2 separate regions of the Mus musculus genome follow, and region 1 is linked to region 2. Evidence: chromatin contacts called from public HiChIP or PLAC-seq data. All regions are on one chromosome and are shown on one strand. Each heading gives the region's core, a stretch centred on a gene start, on an enhancer-like site or on the middle of the called end of the contact. The rest is flanking DNA. Distances are from core to core; before and after follow the strand shown.

Evidence for each region. HiChIP or PLAC-seq counts read pairs in DNA pulled down with a chosen protein or histone mark.
Region 1: an H3K4me3 HiChIP or PLAC-seq map of stem cell-derived neural progenitor cells shows a contact between it and region 2, with 2.7 times the contacts expected there. The contact joins the enhancer-like site here to the promoter of Nt5c1a in region 2. A contact is called at or near these places in 15 of 39 promoter capture datasets (the 3T3-L1 cell line, 3T3-L1-derived adipocytes, the C10 cell line and 11 more), 6 of 15 datasets of contacts at CTCF or cohesin (CD8 T cells, the G1E-ER4 cell line, the NIH/3T3 cell line and 3 more), 159 of 484 Hi-C or Micro-C datasets (8-cell embryo, the AML12 cell line, B cells and 91 more), 25 of 115 datasets of contacts at active chromatin or transcription factors (CD4 single positive thymocytes, Th17 cells, astrocytes and 17 more) and 5 of 9 other capture datasets (adipose tissue, embryonic stem cells, embryonic tail and 2 more).

Annotation. Positions count from the first base shown.
Region 1 is chr4:123,251,118-123,255,361 of GRCm38.p6, reverse strand. No RefSeq gene overlaps it. Among named protein-coding and RNA genes, the nearest start is that of Heyl, 20 kb to the right of the region's middle. Within about 2 kb of position 2,866, at least 13 of the 459 cell types and tissues checked have an H3K27ac peak or open chromatin away from gene starts, as enhancers often do. A contact at or near this core is called in 8-cell embryo, neural progenitor cells, neural stem cells and 4 more, where this site is marked.
Region 2 is chr4:123,198,787-123,202,821 of GRCm38.p6, reverse strand. It overlaps Nt5c1a (5'-nucleotidase, cytosolic IA), which reads right to left and starts at 1,337. Exons shown (of 6, transcript NM_001085502.2): 1 at 1,139-1,337. The coding sequence starts at 1,264.

The DNA.
Region 1 (4,244 bases), core at 1,617-4,116, 51 kb before region 2:
CCTGGATATATATATATATATACCTAGTCCCTAGGACAGCCAGGGCTAGAGAGATTTTTGTCTCAAAAAGCCAAACAAATGATAAGCAAAACCCTCTCAGACACACACGGAATAGTGCCAGAACAAACATTTGGATACTTCACCACTATACAAAGCTGATATGAACTCAGTTAAAGCCATAGTTGGAGTTTAAAAAAAAAAGATTTGTTTATTTATCATATATAAGTACACTGTAGCTGTCATCGCCACTGTGTGGTTGCTGGGATTTGAACTCAGGATCTTCGGAAGAGCAGTCAGTGCTCTTAATCGCTGAGCCATCTCTCCAGTCCCCATATTTGGAGTTTTAAATTTCTTTATGAGCTGACTGTATGTAGCCTGTTACTTGGGATGTTGGCCGATAGCAGGGAGATACAGCCACGAGTCATCCATCCAGCTGTGAGGGTGAAGAACAGAGCTCAGCAGTGTGCCCACTGTTCTGTTGGCACGTGAAGCTCAGGTACGGTCAATGCATTTATCAGGATAAACCAAGAGTGCCTATAAATCAGTGAGCAATTATGTTATTTTGATGGACCACTAGGGGGCAGTAATGGATAAAGAACAGGCACATAGGCTATGAGAAATACCCCAATCGTTTAAAGGATTTGCAGCTAAGCCAGAATTTGATCCATAACCCATTTTATAACTTATTATTTGTAATAAATCATTTATTAATATTGCATACTATTACAGTTTTATAATACAGTTAGTAGTCACACACAAAGAACTCGCTGGCTTTGGAGACTCATTGCATTCCCAGTGCTTGGGAGGCTGAGGCATGAGGACAGGCCAACCTGGGCTACACAATAACTCTCAGGCCAACCTGGGCTACACAGTAACTCTCAGGCCAACCTGGGCTACACAGTAACTCTCAGGCCAACCTGGGCTACACAGTAACTCTCAGGCCAACCTGGGCTACACAGTAACTCTCAGGCCAACCTGGGCTACACAATATCTCTCAGGCCAACCTGGGCTACACAATAACTCTCAGGCCAACCTGGGCTACACAATAACTCTCAGGCCAACCTGGGCTACACAATAACTCTCAGGCCAACCTGGGCTGCAGAGTGAGACACTGTCTTAAAAACCAGAACAATAGGGTTGGAGGGATGGCTCAGTGCAGTGGTTAAGAGCACTGACTGCTCTTCCAGAAGTCATGAGTTCAATTCCCAGCAACCACATGGTGGCTCACAACCATCTGTAACAGATCTGAGACCCTCTTCTGATGTGTCTGAAGAAAGTGATAGTGCACTGAGTACTCACATACAATAAACAAACAAACAAACAAACAAACAAATAAATAAAATCTTTTAAAAAATGTTCTTTTATAAAAAAGCAGAACCTGGGCGGTGGTGGCACATGCCTTTAATCCCAGCACTTGGGAGACAGAGGTGGGGGATTTCTGAGTTTGAGGTCAGCCTGGTCTACAAAAGTGAGTTCCAGGACAGTCAGGGCTACACAGAGAAACCCTGTCTCAAAAAACCAACCAACCAACCAACCAACCAACCAACCAACCAAACAAACAAACAAATAAATAAAATTAAAAAGCAGAACAATATGTGGGGCCATGGTGGTGTACACCTTTGACCCCAGTACTCGGGAGGCAGAAGCAGGTGGATTTGTGTGAGTTCAAGGCCAGCCTGGGCTACAGAGCTAGTGTCAGGACAGCCAGAGCCATACAAAGAAACTCGTCTTGAAAAACTGAAACCAAACCGAACCAAACCAAACCAAAGGAACACTGAACACCCCTGCACACACCCACCCCCCCCAAAACCAGAATAGCACAAGATAAAAAAGAAAAGAAAGGAAAATTTCCTATCACCTGAAGGATTCTAAGAAGAAAAACTGACAAAAATGAGGAATGTTGAGGTTTTTATTTTATTGTTGTTCTTGGTATTATTATCTGAGGCAGTGTCTCCCTATGTAGCCCCTTCTGGCCTGGGACTTCCTATGTAGATCAGGCTAGCCTTGATATTGCAATAATATTCTTGGTATATTCTTAGTAATATCTTTGGTATATTTTTAGTAATAGTCTTGGTATATTCTTAGTATGCCAAAACCAGAGCGTAGAAGGCAGCTGGGAGTGCTAGGATGCTGGGGCTTGAGGGAGCACACACGAAAGTGGGTGCTGTTAGAGAATCCTATACCGAACGGGCACTGAGGAAAGTCCAAAGAACCCACAACAGGATACCTGCCTGCAAGGAATGGCAGAGGCCAGTGTCACAGGACACCAGAGCAATTCAAAGACGGAATGACTAGGGCTTGCTGGCACACTGGCTGTGGGCTGTAAGAAAGAGGTTCAAGGGGTTAGAGAGATGGCTCAGCAGTTAAGGGCAGATGTTGCCCTTGGAGAGGACCTGGGTTTGAATCCCGCCAGTCATGTGGCAGCTCAAGTGCTTGTAACTGCAACGCCTGGGGATCCAGTGCACTCTTCTGGCCTCTGCAGTCACCAGCCATGCCTGCATGCATGGGATGCCAATGCTCATACATATAAAACCTCGCTCTCTCAGAGAGAGACAGAGACAGAAAAACGGCTGTTCAAGGGCCAACTCTAGAACTTTTTATGCTTGAGCAACCGGAAGGACCAAGTTGCTGTTTCCAGAAACCCTGAAGGTCTGAAGACTGCATCAGAGGAACCAGATCTGAAGAGACCTGGCGTGTGGCTTTGGGCATGGTCGTCTGAGATGCCTCTGAGTTATTGGTGGTAGGAATCCACGTCTGTGCTCGGGAGGCTAGGTACTGGCTAGGAGGTCTCAATCCTAGCCTTGCTTCTGACCATGCAGGGAAGTTGCCAGGGTTTGGCCTAGGGCTTTTGTGTTCCTCCTTTAGCACTTCAAGTGCTGGCCTGTGTCCAAAGCCACCATACAGCACCCCACACAGAATCTCAATAAGACCCCTGTCTAAGGGACTGAGGCAGAATGGATGACACCCACGCATCTCCCTGCTGGTCATGGCACGGGGCCAGGTGCTTCGGACCAGTTATTCACATACTACAGGGACAAAACTGGAAATCCCCAAACCTGGTTACCCATGAACTCAGTCTTGAGTGAGAGCCTGACAGGGCTAGGAGAGTCCAGAGAAGGCACATGGTTCCCCTATGCCAACAATGATTGATCAAGTTTGCTTCTGGGTTTTAGCCGTCTTAAGAAGGGACAAGAGTGGGCTGGTGAGGTGGCTCAGTGGGTGCAGTGTATGAGTTCAACTCCAGGAACTCATGTAAACAGCTGGGTGTGAGGTTCCCACTGTGATGCCAGAGCTCCTAAGGGGGGAGGGGGGAGGCAGAAATGGAAGAACCAGCTAGAAGCTGCTCAGTGCAGAGCAGCAAAAGAAATGAGAGAGAGCCTGCCTGAAAAGCAAGGTGGAAGGAGCAAGCTGATCCTGACCTCCCCATGAATGTGATGCATGCACACACACACACACATACACACACACACACATGCACACACACACACATACACACACCACACACACACACATGCACACGTACACATACACACACCACACACACACACACACATGCACACATACACATACACACACCACACACACATGCACACACATACATGCACACATATACACACACCACACACATACATGCACACACACACACGCATGCATACATGCACATACACATACACATGCCCTGTGGTTGTTTGAATAAGAATGCCCCTCCCCCCTCATAGGCTCATAGATTTGAATGCTTGGTCATGAGGGAGTGGCACTATTTGACAGGGATTAAGGGTTGTGTTCTTGATGGAGGAAGTTTCTTGATGGAGGAAGTGTGACACAAGGGGTGGACTTTGGGGTTTCAAATGCTCAAGTCAGGCCCAGTGTCACTCACTGTCTCTTCCGGCTGCCTGCCTGTCTGAATGTTGCTCTCTCAGCTCCTCTCCACCTCTACCTGTGAGCTGCCGTGCTGCCCGCCATGGTGATAATGGACTAAACCCCTGAAACTGTAAGCCAGCCCCAATTAAATGCTCTCTTCTATAAAAGTTGCGATGGTCATGGTGTCTCTTCACAGCAACAGAACACTGACTAAGACACCCCCAAATAAAATTAAAAATAAATCTTAAGGAAATAAGAAAGGAACAGCATGTGAAATTGATTAGTGATGTCTGCCATGAGGGCAAGGTCAGGAAGTGTCTGTGAATGTGAAATTGATTAGTGATGTCTGTATGTAGTTGTGGACCTTGGCTTCAAAGGGTCCC
Region 2 (4,035 bases), core at 88-2,587:
CTGAACAAGTTCTTGAGCTTCAAAGACAGCTTCTTGCTTTTCACTCACTCCTCTGCCCCTCCCACCCTCCCAGGAGATCCCACCCACTGAAGCTTTAAGATCAGCTCAAAAGTCATTATCCCAAAGCCTTCTCAGTGGCAGTCACCCCCTCCCCCCCAGTGCTCCCACAGCATGTAGGATCTTTTACCTGAGAATCCACCATCTCTAGAGCCTCCGTGGTCACACTCCAAACTCCTGAGACAGGCAGACCACACTTAATATCTCTGTCACCAGGATGAGCCAAGGCCTAGAGGTGACTGTGGATGGGGTAGCCTCCTGGGTAAAGTCGTTGTAGTGAAGCAGTGGAATGCTTTAAGGTCGGACTGGAAGTCCTTGTGTAACGCCTTTGGGTCCCTTTCTATTCTCAATCCCTTGCCCAAGTTCCTGGGTCTAAGGCGGAGAGGCGTGAACAACGCTAAGGTATCATGAACTTTCCTAACAGAGGAAGAGGAATGCTTGCCTCTGTGTGAAGTTGCAAATGGTTGATGCCACCACTGAGATCAGAAGCAATGTCTAAGGTGCAAAGCCCAGCGCTGGGAGCTCCAGAGCCTGGGAGCAAAGCCCTGAGCCTAGAGCAAGTAATCGTTCCTTTAAGATGCAGGGAGAGTGACCTGATCCCCCGGGGTCTGGGTATTCAGTTAGAGCCCAAACGCCGAGGCTTGGGCCAGGAAGCTGAACTGACTGCACAGATGGAGGAGACCTGAGAGCCCAGCGAGCAACCGGGTTCCCAGAGTCGAGTTAGGAGTTACGGAGCCCAGGGCGCTGCTCCCGGGTTGCTGACCAGCTCTGCCAACAAGTGCAGTCCGCGCGTTCAGGTTGCCAGCGCCGGAGGGGATAGGCCCCTGATGACAGCATGGGGGAGGGGTATTCTGGAGTAGAACCTGAGCCCGGGATTGGGGGGAGGGGGTGCGGAGGCACTGCCACTATAGCAGAGCTCCCAAAATAAACTGGAGCCCCAGCCAACTGCTGGGCACATTCTGGGGCGGAGGAGCCTTGTCACCTTCGGGAGGGGTTCCACGAGGCCCTTTCCAAAGGGCTTGAGACCCGTCCCTAGAAATGGCCCTTCCCGTGTCCCCCCAAATCCAAGCCCTACTTTTACCGATTTGGGTTTCTTCTTGGACGAGAGGTTGTCATAGAAAGTCTTGGCTTCCTCCCAGCGCGGTACCGCGGCGGTCTCTGCCCCTGGCCCGGGTTCGCGGGCCTCCCGGGGCTGCCCTGGTTCCATGCTCCGACTCGGATTCTATCCGGCCCGGCGGGAGAAGACAGCAGTGGAGACGCGGAGCTCTCGGCACCGGGCTGAGGGAGGGAGGCGCGTCCCGGGTGGGAGAGGCAGGCGGGCAGGGCCGGGAGGGAGTGCGAGTGAGCCTGCCCCGCCCGCCGGGGGTGGGGGGTGGGGGGGACCGTCAGGTCCGAGCCGCCCTCTTGGCATTTAGGGGAACTCTGATTCCTCGACCGACCCGGGTCTGAAGCAAATGGGGAGCAGGTGCAGTCTGCTTTCTGGAGCAGGCCGAGTGGAGCCAGGCTTGTGGAGTACTGCGGCTTCGGGGTTGCGGGGATGAAGTTCAAGGGCACCGAGAGAGGAGGAAGCCTAACATTTTCCCCTCCTAACACGATAATGCCCAAACCAGAAAATGAATAGTAAGCGCTCCTCCAAACTAACAGGTCTCCTACCCCTATCAGATGCCAGCATTGGACCCTGCGTGATCCGTCGCCTTTCTCCACATTCCAGTCTATCCTTGGACCCAGGGAAGTGTTGGATGGACAGCCTGGTTCATGAACAGGAAGCCTCATTGCGTGTAGGGGAAAGTGTGGGACACAGTTCTTACACAGGCGAAGGGGCTCTTGAATCTAAGGCGATGTTATGCTCGCCTAATGGGCGACACAGTCAAGAGTGATTCCAAGGGACTGGATTCATGTCGGCTCCCCTGTTGGCCAGCAGGGGGCGTGCATTTTCAAGTCCCGCGCGCTGAACTTGAGATGGTTACAGTTGTGAGGAAAGGAAGGGAGGAATGGAGTCTAGAACCCAAAGGATTTTAGCCTAGCATTTTGGAATTTCAGGGTATTTTTCACGCTGGTGCAGAGCTCTGAATTATCTGCCTCAAGGCAGAGCCATCTCTCCGACATGGATTGGAGATGCCTGAAAAACATTGGTTTAGCTGACGGGTGGTGGTGGTGGTGGTGGTGGTGGTGGTGGTGGTGGTGGTGGTGGTGGTGAGGTTCCTTTGCCTGAGACCCCTGGGACAGAGTGGAGCTCTGTCCAGCCTCCACCATGTCTAGAAGGAACCAAGTAAACTTTGTACTGTAGTTATTTCCTCCTGATCGAAACACTCCCTCCTGGGAGGCTCTGAGGCCCAAGAAACTCAAAAGATTCGGGGAGCCTAGAGAATTCTAAAGATTTGGGGTCCCTGCCTAGTTATACAGATATCAAAGTTACCCGCTGTTGGGAGAGGAAGGGCACCTTTGGTGGTGTAGCTGCCCTCAGGTCACACAGGGAACTCCAGTGTTTCAGTTTTCCTGAGTCAGCACCCGTGCTGGGCTTTTTGGTGATGCAGTTTCCAGAGTTGCTCAGATTCCTGTAAATAACCCTCACCCACACACATGTTAGTAACCCCAGTGAACTCACCAGCTCAGTAAGCCGAGCCTTTGGGTACCACCCTTTATCTGGAGTGAACAGAGATATCTCCACTGGAAAAGCAGTAGCGTAGATTTGGGTAAATGAGAGGGGAAGTTAAAAAATAATAAGATTGGTAAAGTAAGTTCAGATGTTTCCAGATTTGGATGGATTGGGGTGTGTGTGTGTGTGTATGAGAGAGAGAGAGAGAGAGAGAGAGAGAGAGAGAGAGAGAGAGAGAGAGAGAGATTTGCTTACATAAAAGGGAATCCATCCCCAGCAATTTGGATCTGTGTGGCTGGCTTGAAAGGATGACCTGGGAAAGTCAAATTTCCCTTTCTTTAGAATGTGGGGTTGGGTGTCAGCCTCAGGCAAGACAGTGGGTGTTATGAAGTGTTAGACGTCCACCTAAATGAGCCCCTGCAGAGTGGTCAAACTCCACCTCAAACAGAGGGATGTGAGCAGAGAAGTCTTTGTGAGCCAACTGAGGTGACCACCAGGTAGAATATGGGGACGAACGGACGGACAGAGGACCCCGTGAGTGAAGCCTTGCCCCGAGGGTGCTGCCTCTGGTCACAGCTCCGTAAGCCCTGGCTATTGTGGCTCTCTCCCGATTTCCATGACTTTCTCTTTTTAAAGGCTGAATGGTTGAGAAGTGGGGTGATTACTCCCTGCAGCGGGGCTGGGGTCCTGGAAATGTAAGTTAGCTCAGTTTCCCACGGGGTTCTTTCTGCCGTTCAATGGATGTCCCAGAGAAGAAAGTTGGTAGCCATTCTTTCGCTTGATGCCCCTGCTTTCCTTGGCTACTTATGATAATAAGTCCATCTTCCCAGTCTTCAAGGAACAGCATGTGCTCAGCTATGTCCCTGGACTTACTGCCTGACAGAAGGATGACGGGGTCACTCCTTCTGAGTAGTCATATGGATGCTGGGAAACTTCCCCCTCCCCAACTTGTGTTGTTTGTTGGCTTTGTTTTGTTGCTTTTTGTTTGCTTGGTTTTTTGTTTGTTTGTTTGGTTTGGGTTTTTTTTTTTTTTTGTTTGTTTTTGATTTTGGTTTTTTGAGACAGGGTTTCTCTGTGTAGCCCTGGCTGTCCTGGAACTCACTCTGTAGACCAGGCTGGCCTCGAACTCAGAAATCCGCCTGCCTCTGTCTGCCTCCTGAGTGCTGGGATTAAAGGCATGTGTTACCATGTCCAGCTAACCCCTTGGGGTTTTAACTGGGGACAATGTGAGCAGGAGAGCCGACCTTCCCTGTGGCAGGTAAAGGAATACAGAGAAGCCTGTGCAGATCAGTGATGTTAGAGGGGGATGGGAGAAGGAGAAGGAGAGGGAGAGGAAGTAGTGGGAGAGGGTGCCACACTGAGTCTCCAGATCCAGTGGGAAC